5 separate regions of the Mus musculus genome follow, and regions 1, 2, 3 and 5 are each linked to region 4. Evidence: chromatin contacts called from public HiCAR-type, HiChIP or PLAC-seq and promoter capture Hi-C data. All regions are on one chromosome and are shown on one strand. The core of a region is the stretch at or near the end of the contact, and the rest is flanking DNA. Distances in the headings are between cores, read along the strand shown.

What was found. HiCAR-type assays count read pairs that join an accessible place to other places. HiChIP or PLAC-seq counts read pairs in DNA pulled down with a chosen protein or histone mark. Capture Hi-C pulls out chosen DNA fragments and counts their contacts.
Region 1: a contact with region 4 is called in a promoter capture Hi-C map of liver, with 2.4 times the contacts expected there. The contact joins the promoter of Adck2 here to the promoter of Creb3l2 in region 4. A contact is called at or near these places in 1 of 39 promoter capture datasets (pre-B cells) and 1 of 9 other capture datasets (liver).
Region 2: an H3K27ac HiChIP or PLAC-seq map of extraembryonic endoderm stem cells shows a contact between it and region 4, with 9 times the contacts expected there. The contact joins the promoter of 1810058I24Rik here to the promoter of Creb3l2 in region 4. A contact is called at or near these places in 1 of 39 promoter capture datasets (liver), 6 of 484 Hi-C or Micro-C datasets (CD4 T cells, the N1E-115 cell line, cardiomyocytes and 3 more), 9 of 115 datasets of contacts at active chromatin or transcription factors (astrocytes, cardiomyocytes, embryonic forebrain and 5 more) and 1 of 9 other capture datasets (adipose tissue).
Region 3: a contact with region 4 is called in a HiCAR-type map of astrocytes, with 4 times the contacts expected there. The contact joins the enhancer-like site here to the promoter of Creb3l2 in region 4. A contact is called at or near these places in 5 of 39 promoter capture datasets (the 3T3-L1 cell line, cranial neural crest, embryonic stem cells and 2 more) and 2 of 115 datasets of contacts at active chromatin or transcription factors (astrocytes and embryonic forebrain).
Region 5: a contact with region 4 is called in an H3K27ac HiChIP or PLAC-seq map of embryonic stem cells, with 12 times the contacts expected there. The contact joins the enhancer-like site here to the promoter of Creb3l2 in region 4. A contact is called at or near these places in 5 of 39 promoter capture datasets (the 3T3-L1 cell line, hippocampal neurons, liver and 2 more) and 4 of 115 datasets of contacts at active chromatin or transcription factors (astrocytes, embryonic forebrain, embryonic stem cells and 1 more).

Annotation. Positions count from the first base shown.
Region 1 is chr6:39,571,950-39,577,281 of GRCm38.p6, reverse strand. Adck2 (aarF domain containing kinase 2) reads right to left here and starts at 3,406. Exons shown (of 8, transcript NM_178873.3): 1 at 2,076-3,406; 2 at 773-919. The coding sequence starts at 2,981.
Region 2 is chr6:35,249,046-35,254,157 of GRCm38.p6, reverse strand. 1810058I24Rik (RIKEN cDNA 1810058I24 gene) reads right to left here and starts at 1,448. Exons shown (of 3, transcript NM_001384235.1): 1 at 1,376-1,448. The coding sequence starts at 1,390.
Region 3 is chr6:35,402,940-35,408,021 of GRCm38.p6, reverse strand. No RefSeq gene overlaps it. Among named protein-coding and RNA genes, the nearest start is that of Gm38789, 7.3 kb to the left of the region's middle. Within about 2 kb of position 2,846, at least 8 of the 459 cell types and tissues checked have an H3K27ac peak or open chromatin away from gene starts, as enhancers often do. A contact at or near this core is called in astrocytes, where this site is marked.
Region 4 is chr6:37,440,156-37,445,138 of GRCm38.p6, reverse strand. It overlaps Creb3l2 (cAMP responsive element binding protein 3-like 2), which reads left to right and starts at 2,991. Exons shown (of 12, transcript NM_178661.4): 1 at 2,991-3,440. The coding sequence starts at 3,339. Gm33318 (predicted gene, 33318) reads right to left here and starts at 2,629. Exons shown (of 3, transcript NR_166917.1): 1 at 2,106-2,629.
Region 5 is chr6:35,287,839-35,292,892 of GRCm38.p6, reverse strand. Slc13a4 (solute carrier family 13 (sodium/sulfate symporters), member 4) reads left to right here. Exons shown (of 16, transcript NM_172892.3): 3 at 2,963-3,099; 4 at 4,976-5,054. Among named protein-coding and RNA genes, the nearest start is that of Slc13a4, 18 kb to the left of the region's middle. Within about 2 kb of position 3,757, at least 98 of the 459 cell types and tissues checked have an H3K27ac peak or open chromatin away from gene starts, as enhancers often do. A contact at or near this core is called in astrocytes, embryonic stem cells, liver and 1 more, where this site is marked.

The sequences.
Region 1 (5,332 bases), core at 2,157-4,656, 2.1 Mb before region 4:
GAGGCACAAGCCTCAAAACTACAGCCAACAGGCTGACCAGAGGGGCAAGCCTGAGCTCCAGGTAAATGACTGTCTCCCCACTCCACCCCACCCCACTGAGCCTGCTAACTGAAAAAAAAAAAAAAGATAAGGCAGGTCTTTATATATTTTTTAAAAGAATGTTAAATATATTATCTTTTCAAACCACAGGCTCTCTAAATAAAGCACAGTTTAAAGATTCAATTCTAGGCCAGTAAAATGGCTCACTGGGTAAAAACACTTGGAGCCAATGGGAGCCCCAGCCTCAAGGGCCCACACTGTGGAAGGGGAGCACTGACTCCTCAAAGGTGTCCTCTGACTTATATACACATGCCACGGCATGGCCATGCCTACCCATCACCACATACCCACACAAAAATAAAATGTACAACAAAAACGTTACGGTTCAATTTTCGTATCTGTTCATTGGCCTTTGTGGTGACAGGCTGCACAGGCTCTGTTTTCCCAGTTGCAATGGCAGTGCCAATCTTGCAACGAAAATGGGTCCTAATACCACTTCAAAGCAGAGCTCCCCTCTTCCCTCAGGTTACCTGAATATAAGCAAGAAATAGCCTAGCTGCATGACGCTGGTGGACTTGGACTATTTCTTGTTGCATCCGCTAGCATTACCCACCCTGACTAATGACATCCTGGGAAATGACCTACTCACTCATCAGTCACCTGGTTCATAACCAACAGCTAACTATGGCAAGAACTATATTAGGTGCTATTTACAGCTGAGAGAAGGAGTCACCTGTTGGACCATGAGCTTCTCGAATTCCTCCACGATCTCAGGCAAGCTAAGCCATTTGACTCCAGGTAAAAGCCCCAGGGCTTTGCTGCCAATCTTCATCAGCAGTAAATCCATGGACACCTGAGAGAGCAAGCCTGGGTGTAATACCTGCCAGAAAGAACCAGGAGACAAGACAGTGGGTCAGAGGGAAACATTTTACCTAGCCAGCACATGCTCCCACCTTCAAAACAGCCAGAGTGCTTCTTGTCAAAACGAAGGGAAGTAGCCCAATACCCATGATGCTCTTGGGTTGTGGTGGTCCCTCCTCCCCAGAAGTAGCAAAACCCAAGGTTTTTTTTTTTTTTTTTTTCCCCTCCCTCCTTCACACTATTCACACCACTGTTCTCTGAAGTCAAGAAATGAAGTCAGAGCCTATTGTGGAGGAATACACCTTGAATCCCAGCACTCAGGAGGCAGAGGCAGGCAGATCTCTGTAGCTTTGAGGCCAGCCTGGTCTACAGAGTAAGCTCTGGAACAGCCAAGGGGCTACATAGTATAAATCTACCTCAAAAAAAAAAAAAAAAAAAAAAAAAAAGGAGGAGGAGGGGGAAAGGAAAGAAAAAGAAAAAACAAACAAACTTGAGCCAGGAGGTTGTGGCAATCCCTGCTACTTGGGAGGACAATTAAAATAGCAGGGTCTTGTCTACAATTAAAGGCAAAATGAGGCCTCACAATAAACCTCAGTGGCTGAGGGTTTGCCTAGCATGTGTGAACTAAGTTTGACTGCCCCTTAGGTTCAATCCTCACTACAATAAATAAATAAATAAATAAATAAATAAATAAAAGAAATAGCTTGAATTTAACAGGTATTGGTTGAGCTACAATAGCAATAGCAGCCCTAATCCAAACTCAAAATGCTTCAATATCTGACCCGGTAAAGGACTGACAAGTGAAAAATTCCAAACCTGACCTCAGGTGATGCAAGGTCATTACACAGGTGCACTAAAAGTACTTCATGAAATGACCTATAGTCTACATGTCTAAGTTGTGGAGTGTGTGTGTGAGACATAAATGAATTTCACGTTTCGTGTTTAGACTTGGGTCCTATCCCAGGCTATCTCATCCAAGATATACAAATGCTCTACAATCCAGAACCGTATGAAATCCAAAACGCTCCCATTCCCAAGCATTTTTGGAGAAGGAATACTCAGTCTTAGAACAGAAAGCAATGTGCCCCTCACGAGGGTCTCTTTCGGATCTGGGGCAGACAGCTCAGTGGGTAGGTACTTGATTAAAGTGCTAGGCAAGGTCTGAGAGCACTTACTTTCACTGCCACTGGGATGAGGTGATCTGACTTAGGCAGATGCCAGGGAGCCTGAGACACACCCACTTCTGACCCACCAAGGTCAGCTTTAGGAAGAAGCAGTTTTTCTAGAAATGCTTCGTCGGCAAGGTTTTCTGAAGGCTTCCGGTCTTTCATAAAGGGCTCTCTCTGCATCACCACGGCCCTGGTTCCTGGGGCAGAGAGCTCCCCAAGTCTCCAGATCCTGTCTTCCTCCAACAAGGAAATACTAGCGAACGCTTTGTACACTTGGGCCACACAACCTGAACCTACAGGTTCCCGGGTCTCGAAAAAGAGGAGGCTGCCCCAATCCTCCCCAAATGCCTGCTGGAGTAAGTATTCCGTCCTTGCCCAAGGGTGGGGGGTCACCTGGACATGCAGCTTGGAGAACTGGGTACAGAAAGCCTCTGAAAAGAGGTCGCGCCGGGTGCTGGCCCATTGGCCCAATTTGATATATGTTGGGCCTGAGGTCTCTGTAGCTTTGAAAAGCAGATGGAGCCAGAGGGTGGAGAGGCCAGGGGCCAAGTAGGTGAGAGGGTACAAGAAGAGGAGGGGGAAGAATTTCGCCAAGAGCACACCAGCGCGGAGCCCTAGGCGGAGACACAGTAAGACGCGGGCCAGAGGCCCTTCTTGGGCCACCTTCTCCACTAGTCCATTTTCCGCCAGGTCACTCCAGTGAGTCTTTCTCTGGCACAAGCTGCCAGGCGCCCCCTCTCCAACACTGCCATGGGCTGAGATTAATTTGGGCAAAGTACCTAGCAGAAACCAACATAGTCTGGCATTGCGAGAGCATCCCAGGGGTCTGGAATGCCCAAGTTCCTTTCTGAACTCAAAGCATCTTAAGTGTGACAAGCAGACCCTGACAGACAAACGCCAGGGGGTCACCATCCTCTCTAGACCCCTTGGCCTAGACTGCTTGTTCTCTACCTAAAGGGAAGCCATTGTGGAGACGCTCCGTGCCGAAGCGGGGATGAGTCGGACCGCGCCCCCTAGCGCAGCCCAGGAGGGGAGGGATAACGGGGACCTGAGCCGGGGACCACGGGTGACAAGCTGTCCAGCGCCAGAGCTCAGAGTGCAGGGAGTCGCCGAGCGCCAGGGACGGAGATGCGGACCCGCGGCCTAGAGAGAACGACGAAGCCTCAGAGGGCCGCGGGAAGACCTGAGAGGCGCGCTCCGGCGGGCTCACGGGCCAGGCTCCCGGGGGGCGGCGGAGATGCCGAGCCGATGGCTCGGGACCTGCACAGAGCGGGCAGTGACAACCAGGCAGAGAGAGAGAGCACTAAGCGTCCGGGCCAGCGCTGCTCCCAGCTTCCGGTACCTGGTTCCGCCCTCTCTGCCCACGACATGCTCCTTAAAGGGGCCACGGCGCGAACTAGGGCAAAAGCGCCTGGGCACATCGAGTTCCTGTGATGATTTAGAGAAAAAACGCAGACGCGAGCTCTGTAGCCCTCTTTTCCGCGTCTGCCTTTCCTCTTCACAGCCTCGTAGCTTAAATCCTAGAAATATTAAACTACACTGAATATTACAAGTGGGTCCAAAGGAAGGACAGATTTTTCAGCTGCTGAGTTCTTGAGTCTCAGGCTACGCTGACTTAGCGGCGGTGTTTAGACCTTAGGGAATGGCTTATACACTTAACTAAGACTTATTGAGCCAAATCAGGTCTTTCTTGAATTTAATTTAATATTTGTTGAGTCACAAGAATATATACTAAACTAGATAGGTAACGATATTATTTTATGTCAAGCCCAACGAAATAAATGAGTTCGATCCGTGGAACCTACATGAAGGAAGGATGTCACCAATTCCTTTTAAGTCGTGTCCCCCACATACAAAATAAATGTCATAGAAATAAAAATGTAGCAAGGGCCACAGAAGCAGTGAGGAGCTGGTTGAATCATAGGCTGGGCTACTTTGGAGAAGAAAAAAAGGGTGTTGGGAGAGGAGCCAAATAAAAGTTCCAAAGTAGGAAAGACTTTTGATGTTCTGAGGGGTGTGTGTGTGTGTGTGTGTGTGTGTGTGTGTGTGTAGGTGATAGAGCATGGGAACTGAGCCTACATAGCCAGGGAAAGGGCTTGCAATTTCTTCTCAGCGCTCTGGAACTTAAAAAGCTGCCTGCCCTGGGGCACCACAGTCCCTACTACCTATCAACAGCTTTTGTCCCTGTGTGGAAAGAAATTTGCACAAAAGTCTGACCAAGGGTAGATTTAAAGACATCCCAGGTGAAAAGGATTATAGAAAAAGAGAAACAAGGACAAGGCCAGGGTTCCTATCACTGGACATGTCATTCAACCTCAAGACACACACCCCCTGGCCATCCAGAAGGCTCAGAAGATATAGTAATTTCTCCAAAGGTAAGATCAGGGCCACTAACAGTCAGGAATAGTGGAGTGGCCAATGGCTCTTCCTGTATGGTCAATAACAGTCCAGTTCCTAACTCTAAAAGATGGGGTACACCCTTTGGGTTTCCCAAGGCAGACATGATGCCTTACACTGCTTTGAAATGTGGTCAGGTGTCAGGCACGGTGCCCTCACTTTCAATTCCAGTAGGAAAGAAGGAAGGAAGGAAAGAAGGAAGGAAGGAAGGAAGGAAGGAAGGAAGGAAGGAAGGAAGGAAGGAAGGGGGAGGTAAGGAAGGAGGGAAGGAGGGAAGGGAAGGAAGGGGTGGGCAAAATCTGTGAGTTGGAGGTCAGTCTGCTTTGTATAGCAAGCTCCAGGCCAACAGGGACTACATAGTGAGACCCTGTTTCAAAAAAGCAAAATAGGGCTTGGAGAGCGATGGCTCAGTGGTTAAGAGCACTAGTTGTTCTTGCAAAGGCTCTGGGTTCCATTCTTAGCACCCGCATGGGGTTTACAGCCATTCCTAATGAACAAGTTCCAGGGGGGTCTGTGCTCAGACCCATATACATGTATAACACTCACACATAATATAAAATAAATAAATCTACCTAATAAGAATTTTTAGAAAAGAAAAAGAAATGTGGGCAGGCACTAATTACAAAGTATCCCCTTTCTCCTGACTCACTTGCCTGTTCTGCCCCAAAGTTGTTCACAGAAGACTTGAATTGTTCTGAGTCCATCATTTTAAGCCATGGCAGTGTACTGGCTAGTTTTGTGTCAACTTGACACAGCTGGAGTTATCACAGAGAAAGGAGCTTCAGTTGAGGAAATGCCTCCATGAGATCAAACTGTAAGGCATTTTCTCAATTAGTGATCAAGGGGGAAAGGCCCCTTGTGGGTGG
Region 2 (5,112 bases), core at 199-2,698, 2.2 Mb after region 4:
CAACACCCACCCAACCCCACGTCCCCAACACACACACATACACACACACCTTGAGATTAAAGATAGGGTCTAAACTCTTAACCATTTAGAAAACAGTTGAAACGGCTAATGTAAAAAGCAAGATTTGCAGAAACTAGCAGTGTTTGACCAAGTTCCACAAGAGGAAAGTTGATTCCATCTCTGTACATCTGATTCCACTTTTCCCAACAAAAGCAATGAAGAGGAGACAGACCCAGGGCAAGAGAAGGAACATCAGTTACATCCTAGCTAAGCATCTAATGGTCGGCTTCAGCATCTCTCCATAAATGTTGAAAATTTTGAATTTTCCAATCAAAACCCATGTTTAAGTACAGAGCGCTAGTCCCGCACCAGGTAGCCTCATTCAGCAAAGCACTTAAAAGGTTAAGTGTAATCGATTTAATGTTCTCCCTGCTTATCAATGAACAGCAAATGCAGTGGAAGGGCCAATCCTATCACCTTACACTAGCTGGCTGATGCTGCTTTTAAAAGTGATTCCTAACAAGTAAATTACTGCTAATTACTCCTACCTCCTAAACTAAGGCCTAGTTAGGACACTAGAGAAACCCCAGAGGCAACTGAGTCTTTGTAGGGCAGTTTTATGTAAACAATACTCATTCTCGGAGCACCAGGTAGCCACTGACCGTGGGAAAGAAAGAAGATATCTGCTTTATTAGAATTCGAAGATGAAACGCTTTCATCTGAAAGTGTTTGAAAACTTTCATCTGAAAATTTGACTGGCAAGTTTCCTAGAATCCTCAACAGGCAATTTTAGAAATACTTGATTTTTGCCAGAAAAACGTGTTAACTCAAAAAGGAGACTTGAAAGGGTGTGGGGAGGGGCAGGTTTTTACAAGAGTTACTCGCAGGGCAGTCTGACTCACTCCTCAAAGCGGGCAATCTGTAAAGGTCTGAAGAGGGAGGGCACTGTGGATCTCTCGCTGCGACCTCGTGATGTGGCTGACTAATGCACGGCGTGTGAAAGGCACTCTGAGGCCTCAAATAAGCCGTATATAATAGATGGGGGTCTACGGGAAGTCGCGTGGAGAGGACAGGAGCCAAGTCATCTTGATGACTCCTCCGACCCAACTTACCGCGAAGATTTCGCCAAGAGCTCACAGTAAGTGGTTTTTTGAAAACGCAGTCATATCACTGACACCCCAAAGTTTTCGGAACTTGAAGGACTACATATAAACAAACCCAGGCAAAGACCCAAGGACTTAGGAGGAGGCCAGAGGAAAACTGCGCGAGCAAACCCGAGGGCGACGAGCCCCAACTGCAGAGCCGTGCACCGCCGACCCGGGACCCCGGGGGAACGAGGCGACCGCGAGGCCCGATCCTCCGAGGCCCCACTCACCAGGAACTGGAGCATGATGTCGGTGGGGAGGGCGAGGAGGGTGTGAGAGGTGCTCCAGCTCCAGCTCGGCTCCGGGACTCCTCCCCGGCGCGAGGGCGGAACCCGCTGCCAGGTTCCGGTTTACGCCCCGCCCCGCCCTGCCCCGCCCTCTCCATTCCCGGAAGCGACTCGCGGAGCCGCAGCGCCCTCTGACGGCCATCTCGGGAAGCAAGAGGGCGAGGTGCAAACCTAGGCCTCTTTGAACCAAAGCCTCCGGGTGACAAGGACGCTGGCAATTGTATTAATACAGTCAGACGTGGCTGTGTTACCTACTAAACCAGGGTGGGGGTGAGGTAGCGGGTGCCATGCCAAGTGAACAACTCACTCTCCTGGGAGCCTTTATGAAGTCCACACTAATCTCCACCACAGCCGACTCTCAGACGAAAAGGGGGAAAAGGTTCCATTTCACAAAAGCCCACAAGTGTGCTATGCAGCCTAGTTAAGGGTAGTCCTCAGCCACGTGATAGATGATGGAGAGAGGTCTGCGGAGTCTGGCACGACTGGATCCAAGTAGCGATTGCTGGCAGCCACCAGCAACCTATCTGAAGTTTACTTCCTCCTCAAGTGGAGCGCGAATCATCTACCATGCAGGAGCCAAAGATGAATCCACTCTTGTCCGGTCGCGCTGCTGGTCACCCACATACACAAGCACATCGAAACCACCCTTCTCATGTTGCTCTCAGTCTTTGGAATTGACCTTTATCTAGTTAAGGGGTACTCTGGCTTCAAATAACAGAAAAACAAATCAGCTGCGCCTAGTGGGGCTGTTAACCCTGGGACAATGGCAGAGGACTACTTAACATATCAAAGTGGACCTGGCCTCCTGGTCCTCGCCAGCATCCCTCAGTCCCGGCCTGTTACAGGGTGTGGCTGGCACATGCAGCCCTCTACCCTAAACTCACCAGTTCAGGGGCTGGGCTGCTTTTCCCGATGAGGCTTTTCCCTATATAATCCAGCCATTTTGGTTACCTGAACTGTGATGGTTTACATATGCTCGTCCCAGGGAGTGGCACTATTAGAAGGTGTGGCCTTGTTGGAGGAAATGTGTCACTGTGGGGATGGACTTGGAAATCTTCCTCCTAGCAGCTTGAGGATGCTCTCTGGCTTCCTTCAGATGAAGATGTAGAACTCTCAGCTCTGCCAGCACCATGCCTGCCTGGATACTGCCATGCTTCCACTTTGGTGACAATGGACTGAAACTCTGAACCTGTAAGCCAGCCCCAATTAAATGTTGTCATTTCTAAGAGTTGTCTTGGTCATGGTGTCTCCTCACAAAAGTAAAACCCTAACCAAGACCCGAACCTTTTGTTCCTTTGCCCTTTGGGCCCCTGTATCTCATTCTGCTGCCTCTCCCCTCCTCAAAAGAGGAAAATATCTCTCTCTCTCTCTCTCTCTCTCTCTCTCTCTCTCTCTCTCTCTCTCTCTCTCTCTCTCTCTCCCAGCTCAATCAAAGTCAAGTTCTTTGAGCTCCCAGATGTCCTTGCCTCTAGCTATGTCTCCCTTTCTTCTCCAACCAACTTTCTCCTCCACCATCCCTAGTCAAGCCCTCTCTCAGAATTTCCCTCCATTTCTGTGTTTCTCCATCCATCCACCTCATTACTTCTCTCCCTCCTCCCAACTCATCTGCTAAACTGACAAAAGAGCTGATTAGAGGGGAAAAAAATAGAATAAAACATAAAGATCACACACCACCAAGGGAAAGGTCAATAGGTTTGGCATACTAAAATGTATTTAAATTGAGAAAAAATAACCCAGTGTACTTTAATAGCTGCAGAGAAAGTGGGGTGAGGCATTCTGAATTTTTTATTTAATCACTTTTACCCCTAAAAAATAATAATAACACAATGCACTGGCTAGTTTCATGTCAGTCTGGTGCAAACTAGAGTTATCAGATAGAAAGGAGTCTCAATTGAGAAAATGTGTCTCCTCTAAGATCCAGCCCCAAGGCATTTTCTTAATTATTGATCAATTGATCAGTGGTGTCTCACGCCTTTAATCCCAGCACTCCGGAGGCAGAGGCAGGCGGATTTCTGAGTTCGAGGCCACCCTGGTCTACAAAGTGAGTTCCAGGACAGCCAGGGCTATGAGGACCTGAGTTCCGGTGCTGGGCAGCTAGACTGACAAATCTCTGAGGCTTGCTAGCCATCGAGCCTAGCCCAAAGCTGTGGATTCCAAGCCAGTGAGCGACCCTGTTTCAGAAAGTAGGATGCAGAGTATCTGAAGCGTGACATCTAAGGTGAACTAACCTCTGATCTCCACTTACACATACATACACATTTAACAATTGAGGTGTTATCAATGGTGTGACAAACGCAGGAGGAAACCTAGAATACATATCGGAGAAAGCACTATAGACAACTACTGATTGGACAAAAACGAGAGGCATCCATTGTACATTCCTCCCAGTTCTTCAGAAGATCCAACATTTTCAAAATAATGTGGGGAAAGTGGGATTTAGGAAAGGCTAAATTCACACCTTGTACAGTATAGATCATTATGAAGAGAACATACACTTCAGTTATACTGATTAACTGAGTGAAAATGAATTAAAGTCCTATCTTAACTTAGTCAGAAATAGAGAGCCTGCCCTTGAAATGCCAAAACTCTGTAAATCGATGTCTAAAAACTGATTCTCTCCCCTTTGTTTTGCACAGGAACACATAACATCTTCTCCCCATGTCTCCTGAATCCAGGCATCAGCAAGGCCTTCCTACCCATTACCCTCTGCTGCAGGATGTATATCAATTCTGGTCAGCTGTGCCACTGCTGCTGCCACCGCTGCCACCACCACTGTGTCCCTCCCTCCCGCACACTTTCCCACTGCCCTCTGACCTCTAAAGTTAGTCCCCTGCACTTCTGGAAGCACTGATGAGAAAATAAGGTAATGCTGGTGCAGTAAGATGGCTCAGTGCATAAAGACACTTGCCACCAAGCTCAAGAGCCCGCCCGGAATCCTCATGGTGAAAAGAACTGACTGCCCCGAGCTGTCCTCTGACCTTGCACAAGCTATGGTTTCCTTAGCTCTGCATCTCTCACAGGCTTACAAAATGCTCAGGCTTTGATAACTGGCAGGCTTACATTCAGTCATCTGTATGTGGGTGCTCTCTGCCACCATGCACATAGAGGACAACCTGCTGGAGCTAGTTCTCTCCCTCTACTATGTGTATTGCAAATCCAATCTCAGGGCATCAGCCTCAGCAGCAAGCCTTTTATGCACTGAGCTACCCTGCTGCCGGCCCAATGCTGTGTTCTTGGTGGCAGACAATGGCTGGATGGAGATCCATGTCGGTGGCAGAGCATCTGTCTACCAGGAGTGAGGCCTTAGGTTCATTCCAGGCCAGGGGAGTGGAGCGGCAGGCAAGAGGCTTGCACTTTGGATCCAGTTACAAGTCTCCCTAAGAGTGTGCTAGCTAACAGCTATTGTTTATCTGGTGGGCAGCAAATTACTTTCAAAATGCAACAATGGCCAAGACTTTTAATGAAGATGCTTAAAAGCTGTAGAAATCTTGTTTAAAGATTTAAAAACAAAAGCCATCAACCATAATAGCACGGACTTAAGCCTACTGCTCTGCCTCCACATAAGTCAGGCCTCCGCCCTCTCAGCAGCCTCTTATGTATGGGACTAAAGCTGCTGCAGAAGGGAGAACCAGTAGTGGACAGGGGAGCGGTGACTATGTCATCTTTCCATCTGTGGCAAT
Region 3 (5,082 bases), core at 1,597-4,096, 2.0 Mb after region 4:
CCTCTGTGATAGACCACAAAAGTTAAGTATATTGACTGTCACCCCAGGGAAAGGGCTAACATAAGGATAAGTTAAAAGTTTTTCATGGAAAGATAAGACCATGGTGCATACATATATATTGAGACTATTGGGGAAAATGTAAGAACTATATACATAGTACTTGCTCAGATAGAGATTGAGATTAGTGAAATCAAGCACAGATTATATGAACTAGCCAAGCTCACAAAGACTGATACTCAACGTCTGAACCCCTTTCTTGGTATTTTCTTGGCTTAAACATAGCAAAAGGAGATGACCCTGTCTCTTTAAGCACCCCCAAGAGCTCTCCCTAGAGACGTGGGGAGGTGAAGCTCACCAATCCAACCACAAGGTAAATCAGTTTTCTTCATTTTCCTGATACAGTCCTCCCTGTAAGAAAAAGAAGTTCTAGCCTATGTCTTAACCAATTTAAAATCAATGTCAATGACTGTCTCTCATGCTTAAAGGGAGCACATAATTCCTGGGGTGGGGGGAGGTTGGCAGCCCAAAGGACAACAGAAGCATCAGTGCTGTTCTAGTTCACCAAAGAATAATACAAGAAAGGCCACAGTGGAGTTGAGTCTGAATGATTCCCAAACCCATAAGGCTGAAGGGATAAACACATACGAACAACCGAGGCAAGACCGTGCCATCATAATACTACTGTACGCTATCTAAAGCTTGAGCACGATGCCAGCAAAATTCCAATAGCATTCTTTACGAAAATAGAAAGAAAAAAAAAGGTCCTACATTTCATATGGAAATGTGGAAAGCCCAAAATAGCCGAAGCAAAATGAACAACACGGAGGTATCCTGACGCTCAATTTCAGTTACACTAGAGTAAGCATCAAAACAGCATAGTACCGGCACAAACACAAGTGGACCAATGGGAGCAAAAGGGGCTTCTGCAGCTACAGCAGCTGATTTCCAACAAGGTGCCAAAGCACGTGCTGGAGAGAAGATGTCGCCCTTAACAAATGGTGCTGGGGAAACTGGCTAGCCATGTGCAGAATGGAGCTGCGTCCTCATTGTTCACCTGGTACAACAATCAATTCAAAATGGATCAAAGGTCTTAATGGAAGGCAGGAAGCTTTCAAAACACTGAAGAAAAATAGGCAGAGATTTCCTAGAGAGGACTCCCATCATTCAGGAAATAAGAGCAAGACATATGGGTCACATGAAACTAAAAGGCTGCTGCACTGCAAAGAAAACAGACTGAAGAGACAGGCTACAGCATGGGAGAAAGACTGCCAGGTGCACAGGCCAAGTATAATAGCTATAACATGTAAACAGCAAATGGGTAAACGCCAACACGACCAATAATTCAACAAATACTATGTTTTGTTTGTCTTGGATAAAGAATCCACATATAAATAAAATATAATATATATAGTATACAATGATATATAATATTATATATCCACAGCAGACATTTTTACAAGTTATGTACATGGTTCTAGAAGAGAAGGTTTAAAGCAGCCCAACAAATAATATACTGTCATATATATTACATATTACATACTACACATTATACATTACAGATTTCATATTACATAATATGTTACATATTATATGTTATATATTAGATATATAATTATTATAGTATTATATATTATTGTTTTACATATAATATAAATATGACAGCATATTATTTGTTAGGCTGCTCTAAGCCTTCTTTTCTAGAACCATGAACATAATTTGCAAAATGTCTGCTCTAGATAGTTCTCCCTTTGATCAGTTAACCAGTTTTCCTCAGGATTAAACCCACAACCTATTCTTTGGGGCACCCAGGTCTGGCCAACTGAGAGAAAACACAAGGGCAGACGCTAGAGTTTTCTTGGTTCCAAGCATCTTGCATGAGGCAGGGACCCCAGAAGAGCAGTGATGCACCTGTTCTTGTCTGCTACTACTGGTGGGATGAACACCATGGCCAATAGTAAACTGAGGAGGAAAGAGTTTCCATCCATCACCTTACAGTTTGTAGTCCGCCATGAAGGGATGCCATGGCAGGAACTGAAGCAGCAACCATGCAGGAATCCTGGCTTATTCCTCCCGGTTTTCTCAGCCTGCTTTCTTATATAACCCAGGGCCGCCTGCTCGAGGATAGGAAGACTCGAAATGGACAGAGCTTTCTCACATTCAGTAGCAGTCCAAAAACAGAAAGAAAATGTACCACAGACTAATCTGATGGAGGCACTTTCCCAAAGAAAGTTCCCTCTTCCAAATGACCCTGAATGATGTCGCGTTGACAAAAATTAACCAGTACAGCATCCAAAGGGAAGAGAGAGTTAAAAGGCCCTTTTTCCTCCAATGAGGTCCTCAGCGCTTCACCTTGAGATGCTGTGCTGGATATTTTCATGGTAGCTTGACCCAAGCTTACGTCATTTGAAAGGAGGGATTCACAGTTAAGAATATATAAATATATGTAATTCTATTTATAAAATAAATATTTTAAAAATGTATTGGAGGCTTTAAGAAATAATGCCTCTCCTCTCCAAACACACTCACGCACCCCAGGAAATCCTGAGAAGTCCGTGTAAACCTTCAGAAAGAGATAGAAGAAGGTGTTTGTTAACCTGGCATCAACAGAGCCAGGCAGAACCCCAGTGGGAGCCAGGGGAGGGAGCCAGCTCTTCAAGGCTGCCAAGGCTGTTGCCCCTTCACATTCCCCCCACGCAGAAAGTTCCAGGCACAGATCCTGGTGTTTGCCTTCCCTGCAGGGAAAATGCCTGTGGAACGTTTTCTTGAGAAACAAGTCCCCTGCTCGAATGTGCAATGCGATGCCAGTACAGAATGTGGGGAATGCCGGTCACCTTCCAGGCTGCAGCAGGAAGCCTGGAATTCTAGCCTAGTGCCTGTCTGTTCTCTGCTGTGTGGTGGGAGGTAGCACCTGCCAGCTTCACTCCGTCCTGTGGATCCAAAGTGGAGCCCCGAGGTCCGTGGGACACGTAAACAAACAAAGCTGAAGGTCCGGTTCTGAGTTGTAGAGGACTGGGGTTTTTTTTAAGCCCATTTCAAAGTGAAATTCACTAAGGTGAAACCCAGATGAAGTGCCAAAGGAAAAGGAACACCCAGGAGAGGGACAACATTGGCACAACAGAACCTAGAATCCTCCTATGCCCTCACTGTCCCCCGACTCCCAGTCTCTGTGATCCCAGCGGCCACTTAGCTCCTCAGCAGTTTGTAAAAAATGAGGAGAGTGTTCATTGTTGCTATCTAGAGGTAGCCATCATGAACTCTGGTCCCCCACCCCCACCCCTACCCCAATCTGTAACTATGGAACCAATGAGGCCTTAGCAGCCATGGCAGGTTCTCTGGGTGGGCAGGGGATGGCATTCATTTGTCTCAATGGTATCGAAGTTTCGGATGCCTCTCTAAGATCACGTTTTTTTGGAGGACACCAGGTCTTCAAACTTAAAGCCTTGCCCAAGGTGTTGGTAGCCCTGTGTGAAATTGAAAGATGCCCCTCCCTGCCCATATCTGCCCATCTAGTTCAGAGATGAAGACAAGAAGAGCTGGAGCCTCAGGTGCATCAACTTAGCCCGGGGACGGATAGGTCACCATCTAAAGTCTGCGTGTTGGCAAATAATGAATGTGACTACTGGTCAGAGCAGAGTTCTAGCCACAGGTCCAGCCCAGGGCTCAAAACTCAACATGGCTTTCCCTTTCAAAGACTTTCCTTGTGCCCTTTTATAAATAACATCTAGACAAATGAAGGCAGCAGCCCTAAGCAATAACCGCTACCCCTCTGTAGTTCCTTTCCACCAGAGTCTATTCATAGAAATCACTACATTAGAACTACATTAGAGTTCTCCAAGCTGAGGAAATAGAAAACCACACACACACACACACACACACACACACACACACACACACGGAGCTTTGCTCTGCACTGACTTTCACTATCACATTGTTAAGTGGCCATGAAAACAGAGGACCCAGTGATATTAGACAGTTGGGGCATGGCTTGATCTTTGAGGACATGGTGACCATTTACCCTGCCAGGAACATGAGAGGCAGGGCTAGGACACTTGCCTTGGCTGCAGTACAAGGCAAACCTAAGCTAGGAAGGGCAACGGCTTCAAGGACACAGGGACCCTCCTTCATTGAATATAAAGGAATAAAATTGCTTCCCACAACACTGAGGCTTGATGATAAGACATCAGAAGGAGATTATCCATGTGTCCTCACGTTTGTTCAGCAGCCTGCTCAGTAAAGAGACCAGGAAAGGGGGCAGCCTGAAGGACTCCAGGAAGCCTGGCCTTTTGTCAGCGTTGAGCTGGGCCTGCTTCCAGAACAGAAGTTCTCAGAGGACCCTGGCTGGCAGCAGCTCCTGAGGCCTCATTCAAACTCAGACCCCCAGGTTCCAACCCGGCCCCACTGAATCAGAAAGTGATGTAGGGAGGACGCCATAACCTGTGAGTCTGGTGCAACTCAGTTGAGGACTGCTGTCCTGGGAGACAAGGAGGCCAGAGTGACCTTGCTTGCTCTCTGTTGTCTAGACCTGCAGACCAGATGCAAAGCCAGCTCCAAGCCCAGATCTTGCCCTGAGGCAGATCCCTGAGTGGCAGCATGCATACATGAGTCCTGTGACTTCCAGAGCCACCCGAGAGGGCAGTCTGTCTCCTCAGCTACAGATGTACAGTACATTTTGAAACTCCATTTCTGCCTGGTCTCTGCCTCCTGCTCCCTTTCCAGGTTGATGGGGGGGCAGAGAACAGAGCATGCCAGAGGAAGGGAGAACCCCAAGACTACATTCAGCTTTCCTTTATAAAGTGCCTAACCCTTTAGCTGATCTCAGGTTAAAAAACTGTTCTGTTCCTTCTTGAATCTTCCCGGAGCATACTACTATCCTGGTCAATTACTTTGATACAATAGGTATCACAGAACCTCCCTAAGTACCTAACACCAAATAGTGACGCAACTGCCCCTTGGGAAACAAGGTCCTGGATCATCATTTGGTCTGATCATGAGTCCCTCATGGCTCAGAGACCGTGCAGGGCCTCCTTGCTTAAATACAGTTTGACCTTGTGCCACACAAAGACAAAGTCATGCTGGAAAAAC
Region 4 (4,983 bases), core at 1,742-4,241:
CAGTGACATGGTGGCTCAGAACCATGTGTAATGAGATCCGATGCCCTCTTCTGATGTGTCTAAAGACAGCTACAATGTACTCATATACATAAAATAAATAAATAAATCTTTAACAAGAAAAAGGTAAATTCAAGGAATTAATATTTGCTGGTTAATCAAATACAAAGTGCACCAATGAACAGGGTCAGGTCAATATAGAAGGTGGATTCTGTTTTCATGATGTGAGACTCTGTCAAGTGTTGATTCTAGAAATGACAATGGCAGAGGTGAGGGGAAAGCAAGCATGGAAAGCAAATCTGTAAAGAGGCTGGCACAGAAAACAAATAATATCGGGGAAATCAGGAGAGTATCTGGCTGGCTCATCATGTGTCTGAATTCGGCTTAAGGAAGCATGGTGTCTAGCCACACAGTTGATAATAGAGAAGGGACAAGGGCAGCAGCTTCCACAGGAGGCTAAGAAGCCAGAGAAACAGTAAACTACATTGCCAAGCACTAAGATTGATGAGGGAAGGGGAATGGATGACTTTAGTATCCAAGATGGGAAACAGGAGAATGTACTAGCAAGGACTCTTGTGCTCAGTCATTGGGAAAATCATGCATGAGACAGAGGAGACTGAAGAAATCCATGGACCACACTAGCCTCTTCAGGATCACCTAAAGTTACTCAAACCTCAGGGTGTGGATGATCCTTCTCCTTACTTAACAAGGTAAGATGTGGTGGCTTAAAGCCTTTTAACATAGAACCTGTGGGTCTGGAAATCTGTGTAGCTCACCTGCCATCTGTGACCTGGGTTCCCTCACAAGTTGTAGCCATCTGAAGAGCCACATGGGGGAGAACCTTCTTCCATGGCTATTAACAAACTCAGTTAATCATGGGCTGTAGGCTTGAGGGACCTCAATTCCTTGGCTGGTAATCCACATTTTTGCCCACACTGAAGAGGAGGGGTATGCCCAAAGGTGCTGACACCTGGAGGTCATTGTGGATGCTTGCCTACCACTGGGGCATTACTAGAACCAACCTTTGTCCGATGCAGTTATGTTGGGCAGAGAAATGCTTGTGCCCTTATGCTAAGGAGAATGGACATTTCCAACCTTACTAGCTCATGATAAGTTCCCTGTAAAAAGGAAACAGGGCTTTAAACACTGAAAGACTGGTTTACAAAAGAGATGCGGTGAAGGAGACTAACAGGTCAGAAAAGAAAGACCAAAGGCTTACGGGAAAGTCGAGAAAACTACTGTATAAAAAATGTGTGGCAGTGGTGGTGCACGCCTTTAATCCCAGCACTTGGGAGGCAGAGGCAAGCAGATTACTGAGTTCGAGGCCACCCTGGTCTACAAAGTGAGTTCCAGGACAGCCAGGGCTATACAGAGAAACCCTGTCTCGAAAAACAAAAACAAAAAAATGTGTGGCTGTGCAGTGGTGGTGCTCACCTTTAATCCCAGCACTCGGAAGGCAGAGGCAGGAGGGTCTCTGAGTTTGAGACCAGCCAGGTCTACAGAGTGAGTTCCAGAATATCCAGGGCTATACTGAGAAACCCTGTCTCAAACATAGATGGATGGAAAGATAGGTAGATAGATAGATAGATAGATAGATAGATAGATAGAAAGAATAAAAAGAAAGGTCTGTATTTAAATATTAAAATAGTCTCAAAAGATCCTAGGCTAGACAAGCAGACTCATTTTACATGAAAAATAAAAGTTGCTTAAAGACAGTGTAAAGTTCTGAGACTTCTGTCTTCACACAGCAAAACCACGCTCTGAAGAAGACAAAACTCTCTGTAGACCTGATACCTGACTGTCCCCTTGTAAGAACCACCTGGAACCACAGCCCTGTATGTAAAATGGTTAAACTATAGCCAACTAAGGCTGTTTCCATAAAAGGAAACCTCAAAAGGGAAGAAGAAAAATCACATTGGGGGAAAATGCTATAGAGCAGGCCTTTTCTTCTCTAAGGGGGTCAAAGGCTTAGATCTCTTTCCCAACACTCACTTTGGGGTGCATCTTGCAGCCATTAAAACACTTATTTTCCCCTAAGCCCCACTTCATCCACGACACTCAGGAGAGTATCCGTTACCTCTTTGACCAGTATCTGGAATAGTACCCACCTGGCCATCCTCTCATTTTTTTGCCTGGTACTCCATTGGGAATAAAAGATCTGTGAAGCAGGCACTAGTGGCATAACCGTGCAGTCCCTCCCAGCTCTCCGGAGGTGAGGCAGAGGGATCAGGAGTTCAAGCTCAGCCTTAGCTGCACAGTGCAGTTGAGGACAGCCTGGGCTACAGGTAACCTTGTCTCAAAAACAAAACAACAAAATCCTATGAATTTAAAAAAAAAAATTAGCCCTCTGATTTAGGACTTGGAAACGTGTGGCAAGATTGGCTAATGTCTGTTTAATAAAGGCCATAAAACTACATAAAAAGCTAGCAATGAATGTGTGCTAGAACTGTGATAATTCAGATTTCTGCTCACGTGCGCATTTTCATATATGTGGTGCATTCTTTTAAATCCAGACAGACTCACGCGACCTAAACTAATTTGAAATGTAGACAGCGCTTCAATCCGCTTGGTTTCTCTGAGGAAATAAACTCGCGAAACAAACCTCCTTTAAGCGGAGACTCTTAGGGAGGACACTGGGCGCGCACGCCCTCTCTTATAAAAATGTATTCTTGTCGCTATTTGATTGGTTGGCTCCTCCAGGTCTCCCTAGCTCATTGATCTATGTTTCAGTCGATCATTTCTAGACCCTAGCACCCTATTGGTCCATTGCGACGCTCCGGCAGGAGGCGTTCCCCAGTGACGTAAAAGACCCTCTCCGCCCACATTCCGAGGACTAGGCGGAGACTTCGCGCGACTCTCCCTCTGGGGGAGGGACATGGATGAGAAAGGGACTTTTGATACGGTATAGATGGCAAGACGGGCGTTCGATTGGTCACTGGCCTGGAAGGAGGTGGGGTCGCCTCTGGATCCAGGGGCAGAGCTCAAGAGCCCAAGGGAGTCTCAAAGTTTGTCTGGAGCCCTAGTGGGGAGTGGGCTTGTTGCGCGAGGACTTTCTTGGGATGAGCGCTGCCTTTTTGCCTTCCTTTTGGATGCACAGCCCGATTTAACCCCTGCACCTTCCGCCCGATCCCAGCAGGCTTGTCCTCCCCGGGGAGTCACAGATTTCCGAGGACAAGGGTCGCGTAGCCTTCGGCAGGGCTCTCCCGAGTTCCTGCTCCAGTGCATAAGTTCCACGCGCGCACACGCCAAGTACACGGGGAGAAGCGTCTCACCGGCCCGCGGCGGCTCTGCGCGGTCCCCTCCTGCCTCAGCATCCTCGGCCCTGCGCGGCGCCCACCGCCATGGAGGTGCTGGAGAGCGGGGAGCAGAGCGTCCTGCAGTGGGACCGCAAGCTGAGCGAGCTGTCAGAGCCCGGAGAGACTGAGGCCCTCATGTACCACACGGTGAGGACCCGTGGTCCGGGCAAAGGGAGTCGGGGGTGAGGAGAAAAGCGGGTTTTGTCACCAGCTGGGTCCTGGGAGGCAGCGTTTGGGGAAGGGCATGACTATATTAAGAGGTCTGGGGATGGGAGTTTTCTTCTATGAACACATTAAGGTGCACAGCTGGAGCCTTTAAACTTTCTTCCGAATAAGTGACCCTTTGTATTCCAAAGCAGTTTATAGTGTTTTCCTGTCGGTAGCTCCATTTCCTATTGCTAACGGTACAGCAATGCTGGGAAGCGACGTGTTTTGAGAATAATACCTCCGCCCAGTTATATTGATTTTTTTTTTAAAATGGTAAGGTTTGTAAAAAAACACACACAATACACACACATCCAAAATTTGGACAAGCTAATGTAGTATAGTCATCCCATATGTTTTTTGTCCCCATCCCATCCAGTTTCTTTACTTTCTTGTTTATAGCTTTAAAATGTTCGTGTTAAAAGCCTTCCTTCACCGCACGGGAAGGCGGCCGCCTCACTTGGCTGCTTCATCTGCACAGCCTCGAACTGCTTCCTCCCTTTTTCAGGGGAAAATCTGAGGCAACTGCATGTTTCAGAGAGGCTCTGGGGGAGAGGTAGGACAGCTCACCAGTTCCTTCCCCGCAGAGACCTCTTTGGAGACTCAACTGTCAGAAGCGTGAATCATTTAAAGATGTCACTTTCAGCTTTTTGCAAGAGAAAATCTTGTTTGTGATAGCCAGTGCTGGTAATGTGGCTTTGTTCAGAACTCTTAGAAGTTGAGAGGGAGGGGTGGGGGTGGGGGGCACTGAGGGACTGCTGAGGGACTGAGGTAAGGACAGGCTTGGCTGCATTTCTGTCTTAGTGCTGTTAATGGGGTCAGTACCAGGATATTTGAAACTTTTGCAAAACGGCCTGCAGGCTCCACCTCTTTGGCCTTTGCCACTGGCTGACTGTATTTTGGGAAAAGGGATGGGGCCTCCTGCTGCTTCCCACCAAAGCATTTGTGGTAGCTGAGAAGGTCTGGTTAAAAAAAGAAGCCATGTGTAGGGTTTAGAGGGAGTGGTGCTTCACTCTGGGGCAAAAGCCAGATGTTGAGTGTGATCCTGGTCATCTGGCCTTCGCCCTCTGTCTATCCCGATGAAATCTTCGGGTTGGGAGCCTAGGTTGCTTCCTATGCTTTGGAAAGACCCTGAGCCTTTCACACCATAGCTGGGGTTTGTGTTTTGTTTTGTTTTTTTTAACTTTGGGGGCTCCAGATGTTTGCACTGATGTGAGCTGCAGCTTGCCACGAACGGAGAGACAGCGCTCCCCTTGTTTTTCCGGCAGCAGCTCTCAGTAAAATGTCTTACGCAGCAGCCACAAGGCCACAGCATCAGGCCTTCTTTCAGTGGGTGGGATAAAATGTGCAGACAGCCACATTGCTGGATCTCGAGAGATCCCAGGCAGGGCTTTGAGATGAGTCCCTACCTGCGACCAGCAGGAACTGTAGGACAAAAGCTTGGCCTGTCTCCAGCCACCATCTTTACAGCCTCTAAGCTGGAGAC
Region 5 (5,054 bases), core at 2,508-5,007, 2.2 Mb after region 4:
TCTTTGATTGGCACCAGGCCTCAGCAGTTACAGCCAGTGCCAGGACTGTGAGGGTGAGGGTTGGAAATGTGCGCTGGCCAGTGCTTTCTGGACACTGGCTGGTCTGCTCCCAACTGGTTTCCAGTTGATCCACCTTATACAGCATATTACCTCGTAGGTTTTAGCTTCATCTGTGCTTGGATACCCTGCCTCTGCCCTTGCACTGTGACCTAAGACACATTCCTCAAACTCTCTGAGTTTGCTCATCTTAGAATTAAATACAGCCAGTATATGTCCAGGAGAACTGGCACAGAACTCGGAAGAGAACAAAAATGCAAACTGCAGAGCGCCTGGTGTGCAGCAGGTGCTCTAGTCTACCAGAAGTTCCTCTTCTTACTTAGGGTGGGACCCAGAGAAAGTAGTCTTACCTCTGTGTAGCACTCACTGAGCCTTCTAAAAGACATCACAGACAAAATGGTGTTAGGGGATGTCAAATGCCAAAGAAACGGAGAACACACTGTTGTTACCAGCCTCCCAGGAAAAAAATTGTGTTCTTATCAACTCTTCAGAAGCAGAGAGTGAGGTCATAGTGTGATAGAGGGGCTGCGTCACACAATTTCTATGTCTTGTGTCTGCTATGGGGTTCCCTCTTGGCAGGCAGAGGAAAATACAATCGGGTTCCCCGAGCTAACTCAGAGGTCTAAGAAAAAAACTAGAAAGGAATTAGATCCCCACAGCAGAGCCTGCAAGCATCCAGCTCTGCTCACTCATCCTAAGGACAATGTCTTTCCCAGAAAGGACTCAAGCCACCCATAGTAGAAGACCTTCTATGCTTCTGGGAGCATTAGTGACCATGATCAGCTGAGAGGTAAGCTTGGAACAAGAGCTAGATCAACCAGAAGCACAGGTCTCTGCCTCCTAGAAAATGGTTACAGACATGAATCATAGCAATTCAAGCCTATGGCATTTTCATGGGACAAAAAAGAAAGAAGAGCAGGTGCCATTGCTGTGACTATGTTGGGTTATTTGAACAAAGTTTAAAACCTATCATGAAAGCCAGCAGACTCCTTTCCTTCTTCTTCTCCTTCTTCTCCTTCTTCTTCTTCTTCTCCTTCTCCTTCTCCTTCTCCTCCTCCTCCTCCTCCTCCTCTTCCTCCTCCTCCTCCTCCTCCTTCTTCTTCTTCTTCTTCTTCCTCTTCTTCTTCTTCTTCTTCTTCTTCTTCTTCTTCTTCTTCTTCTTCTTCACTTTTACCAAGTCCTTCCCATCCAGTGTCAGACTCCCTGCCTTTCAACTCAGCTACGCCTTGGCATTAATCACCATATCCTGACATGCTGTTGCATTAGTTCTGGTCATTACTAGATTACACTTCCCATGATGACAGACGGGAGCTATGTTCTCTTACATCTCTCACTGTGCCTCGATTTACTCTCTAATCAGCAACTAGCTGTATTTGGGGGATGTGTGTGTGTGTGTGCATGTGCGTGACTGTGACTGCAGACATGGATGTGCCACAGTGTAGGTGTGGAGGTCAGAGGACAATTTTAAGGAACTAGTTCTTGCTTTCCACCTTATTTAAGGTAGGTCCCTCTTGTTTCTGCCACAGTGTGACAGTGTAGCTGGCCCAAGGACTTCCAGATGACTCTGTCTCTGCCTCCCCTCTCCCCCACAGGAGTACTGGGATTGCAGATGCATGCTACCAAATCTAGCTTTTAACATGGGTCCAGGGGATTCAAACTCCTATACTCAGGCTGGCTGGCACATACTTTTTTATCCGGCATGCCATCTTCCTAGCCCCTCAACTTTTTTATGTTCAATAATCAAAAGATAACTCTTAGTGTGGTTTTATAAACATTGTTGACTCCCACATATTTCACTATACTTAAATGTCCTTTATGTCTCAATTATTTTTCCTGCCATTAAAACTGTTCTTGTTTTGTCACCTTAAAAGACATTTTAAGTTAAAAGTTCATCTCCTCACTTTTTTGCCATGGATCCTCTAACTATGTGACTATTATTTATTGAGTATCTACTTTTGCATGTTATTCCACTGTTGGCAATTTAAAGGTTTTACTAAAAGACTGAAGAGGTGGATATAGAAACTCAGCCAACTACAGTATACCCCTGATCTCAGCCTTGCCCTGAGCACTCCATGGTGTATGGAATTAACTAAAGCCACAATCCCAGCCTAGCCCTGAGTGCTCTACATTGCAAGGAATTAATAGTGTCCCCAGGGAACAATCAGAGTTTAGAAGCAAAGGAAGGTGTTCTGGAGGGCACCAGGCCTGAACTTGGCTTTGAAGCCTGTTCCAAATGCACAGCCAGACACAAAGACAGAATGTTCCAAGTGAGAATGTAGCAGAACATAGGTGATGAGGAAAGGGATTCTGAGAACGGAAGGATCCAACAGGGACGGGGCTGGATGTACCAGGGAGACATGTGGACGAGAAGGGAGGGTTAATCAAAGTGAAGGACAAAAAATATAAGTTTATTCTTTCTTTATTAATGTATTGGTTCTTTCTCATTTGAGTGAAATGGGGAGGGGGAGTAAAAATTGTAAAAGTACCTTCAAAATTTCTATCCCACTGAGTGTGGCAGTAAGTCTAGTTCTTAGCTTTTGAGTCAGGGTTTCTCTGCATAGTACTGGATGTCCTTTAACTCATTCTGTAGACCAGGCTGGCCTCCAAGTCGAAGATCCACCTGCCTCTCCATCCCAAGTACTGGGGTTAAACGTGTGCGCCACCACTGCCTAGCAGAGTTGGTATTTTTAAACAACCAACTATTCTAGCTAGTAGTAGAATGCTTGCCCAACGTGGGAGAGACCCTGGGTTTGATGTCAGAGCTGAAGAAGATAAGGAACTACCCAGTTATTTGAATAAGCCTCCCCTCACTGCTTCTACTTCATCAGCCTCTGCCTCTGAGAACACACTGTCCTGCCCATGGCCTCTTCCCAGGTGGTGACTGGCCTTCCTGACCCCCCTACAGGTGGCGGCTGAGTACTTCAAGAACACCACGCTGCTGTTGGTGGGCGTCATCTGTGTGGCAGCAGCTGTGGAGAAGTGGAATTTACACAAGCGCATCGCCCTGCGCATGGTCTTGATGGCGGGAGCCAAGCCTGGCATGTGAGTCACATGGCATGTGGGGTCCTGGGGCAGTGGTTCCTCTGCTAAGTGGGAGGTGACACCAGGATGATGGACTCCCACCTCCCGCACCTGTGAGAGAGATCCCAATAACTAGGAGTGATCCTGATAGCCACAGAATACAGATCTGAATGGTAGCCCTGATGTTACTATCACCTGAATCTAAGGAATTCTCTTCACAACCTGGACCACAAGGACAGGTTTGCAACACCTGAGGGCCTTGTGAGAAAGCATAAAATGGACCAAACAGAAACAGTTTCTCTTTTTTTTTTTTTGCCTGTGGGTTAGAGTGCACATAGGTCAAAGAATTGGGTGGCTTTTCCATTGTCATTTAAGAAGCCATGAACATCTCTTCCCATCCACCCAAGTTGCTGAGGGGGGTGGGGGGAGTGTTGCTTCAATGCCTCACATGCTCCCTCTTTCTCCTTCCACTCGGCCATCAAGAGACCCAGCAAGGGGGCATCCTCACCCTCACAGCATTCGTGAGGGCATCAGGGTGGACAGTTTTGTGTGAGCCTTGCTCCCACTGCACAGGATCTCCTTTGTTCCTCTTCCCTTTCTCCACTCCTAACGGCTCCGGCTCCTACGTCTATGCAAGCTGCTGCACCCGCTGGAAGAGCAGACTAGAAACAATGTAGCACTGTTTTCAGCATTAGTCTTTCAAATGAGTTCTTGGAACTCTGAAGCCCGCCCCTGACTCCCAGGTTGCAAAGCAGAGCCTTGCTAATTATGGCTAAAGCCACCCAGGCCCAGCAACCGGCTGCCCACTCTGTGCTTCCAAGGCACACAAGGAGCATTGCTTCCAACATAGTGGGACCTTGTGGCTCCTTTGACTCTGTTCTGTTTTTTGTTTTGTTTCCCTTGTGGTACTGGGGGAGGGGTGGAGAGAATGAATGAAGCAATCGCTCATCCTTGCCCTAAGCAAGCACTCAAGCCCCGAGCCACATCTCCAGCCCCTGCATAGCTCTGGAAATCTTTATCCTATCAACAAGAATGTCCACCTGTCTGGGTTTGCCTTCTTCCCTATTTACCACACTACCCAGCAAGTTCATGCCGGCATGGCTCGATATCATGGCGCGCTATCAGTGGGTGTGCCAAACATGAGAGCTATGTTGCTCTCAGCTCAAACAAAACACTGCCAGGACTCAGCCCTGCTTGGGCACAATCCACACATGTGCTGTCTCCTTTGTGCAAAGTCATCTGAAGTATAAACAAGTCATCTTTGTCTCCACCTCTCCTAGGCAGCAAGCCCCAGGTCTGCACAGGCACGGTTTGCACTGTGCTTCCAAGTCAAAGGGAAATCATTTGAAGGTTATTTTTGTTCTGTGCTCCTCCAAGCTTGACGCTTTCAGAGACCAGCTGGAGACACACACACACACACGCACACACGGACAGGGGAGACTACTGTGGCTTTGTGGCCATCCTTGCAGCTAGTTGGCACTGGGACAAGTCGTGGGAGAACGAAGTGCCAGGACTGTTTGCTCCCAAATTACTGTGCTGACTTGCTCAGAGCATGGGGTGCCCTAGACTTGCTGGCTGCAGGGGAGGGGAAAAAGATCCCCTTATGCATAAGAGACACACCACAGAGCTCCACCTAACGTCCACACAGAGAGAAGGGAACAGCCTCTGAGTCCCTACCCTGGATCCTTTCTATCAAAGCTAGCCCTTCTTTCTTTAAAAGCTTTTTTCCTGGCCATGGTCACTAGCCACGGCTTGGGAATCATTTGCTGGACCAATGCTGAAATAAAGGGTTACCCCGCACCAAGTTCTGGGAGTTTAGAGGTGAATGGCACCTGGGGGCTCATTAGGGTCATAATTCATCAGGATAACGCTCTGCCCAACCGTCCCTGCCCTCCAGGCTCCTGCTGTGTTTCATGTGCTGTACCACCATGCTGTCCATGTGGCTCTCCAACACCTCCACCACCGCCATGGTGATG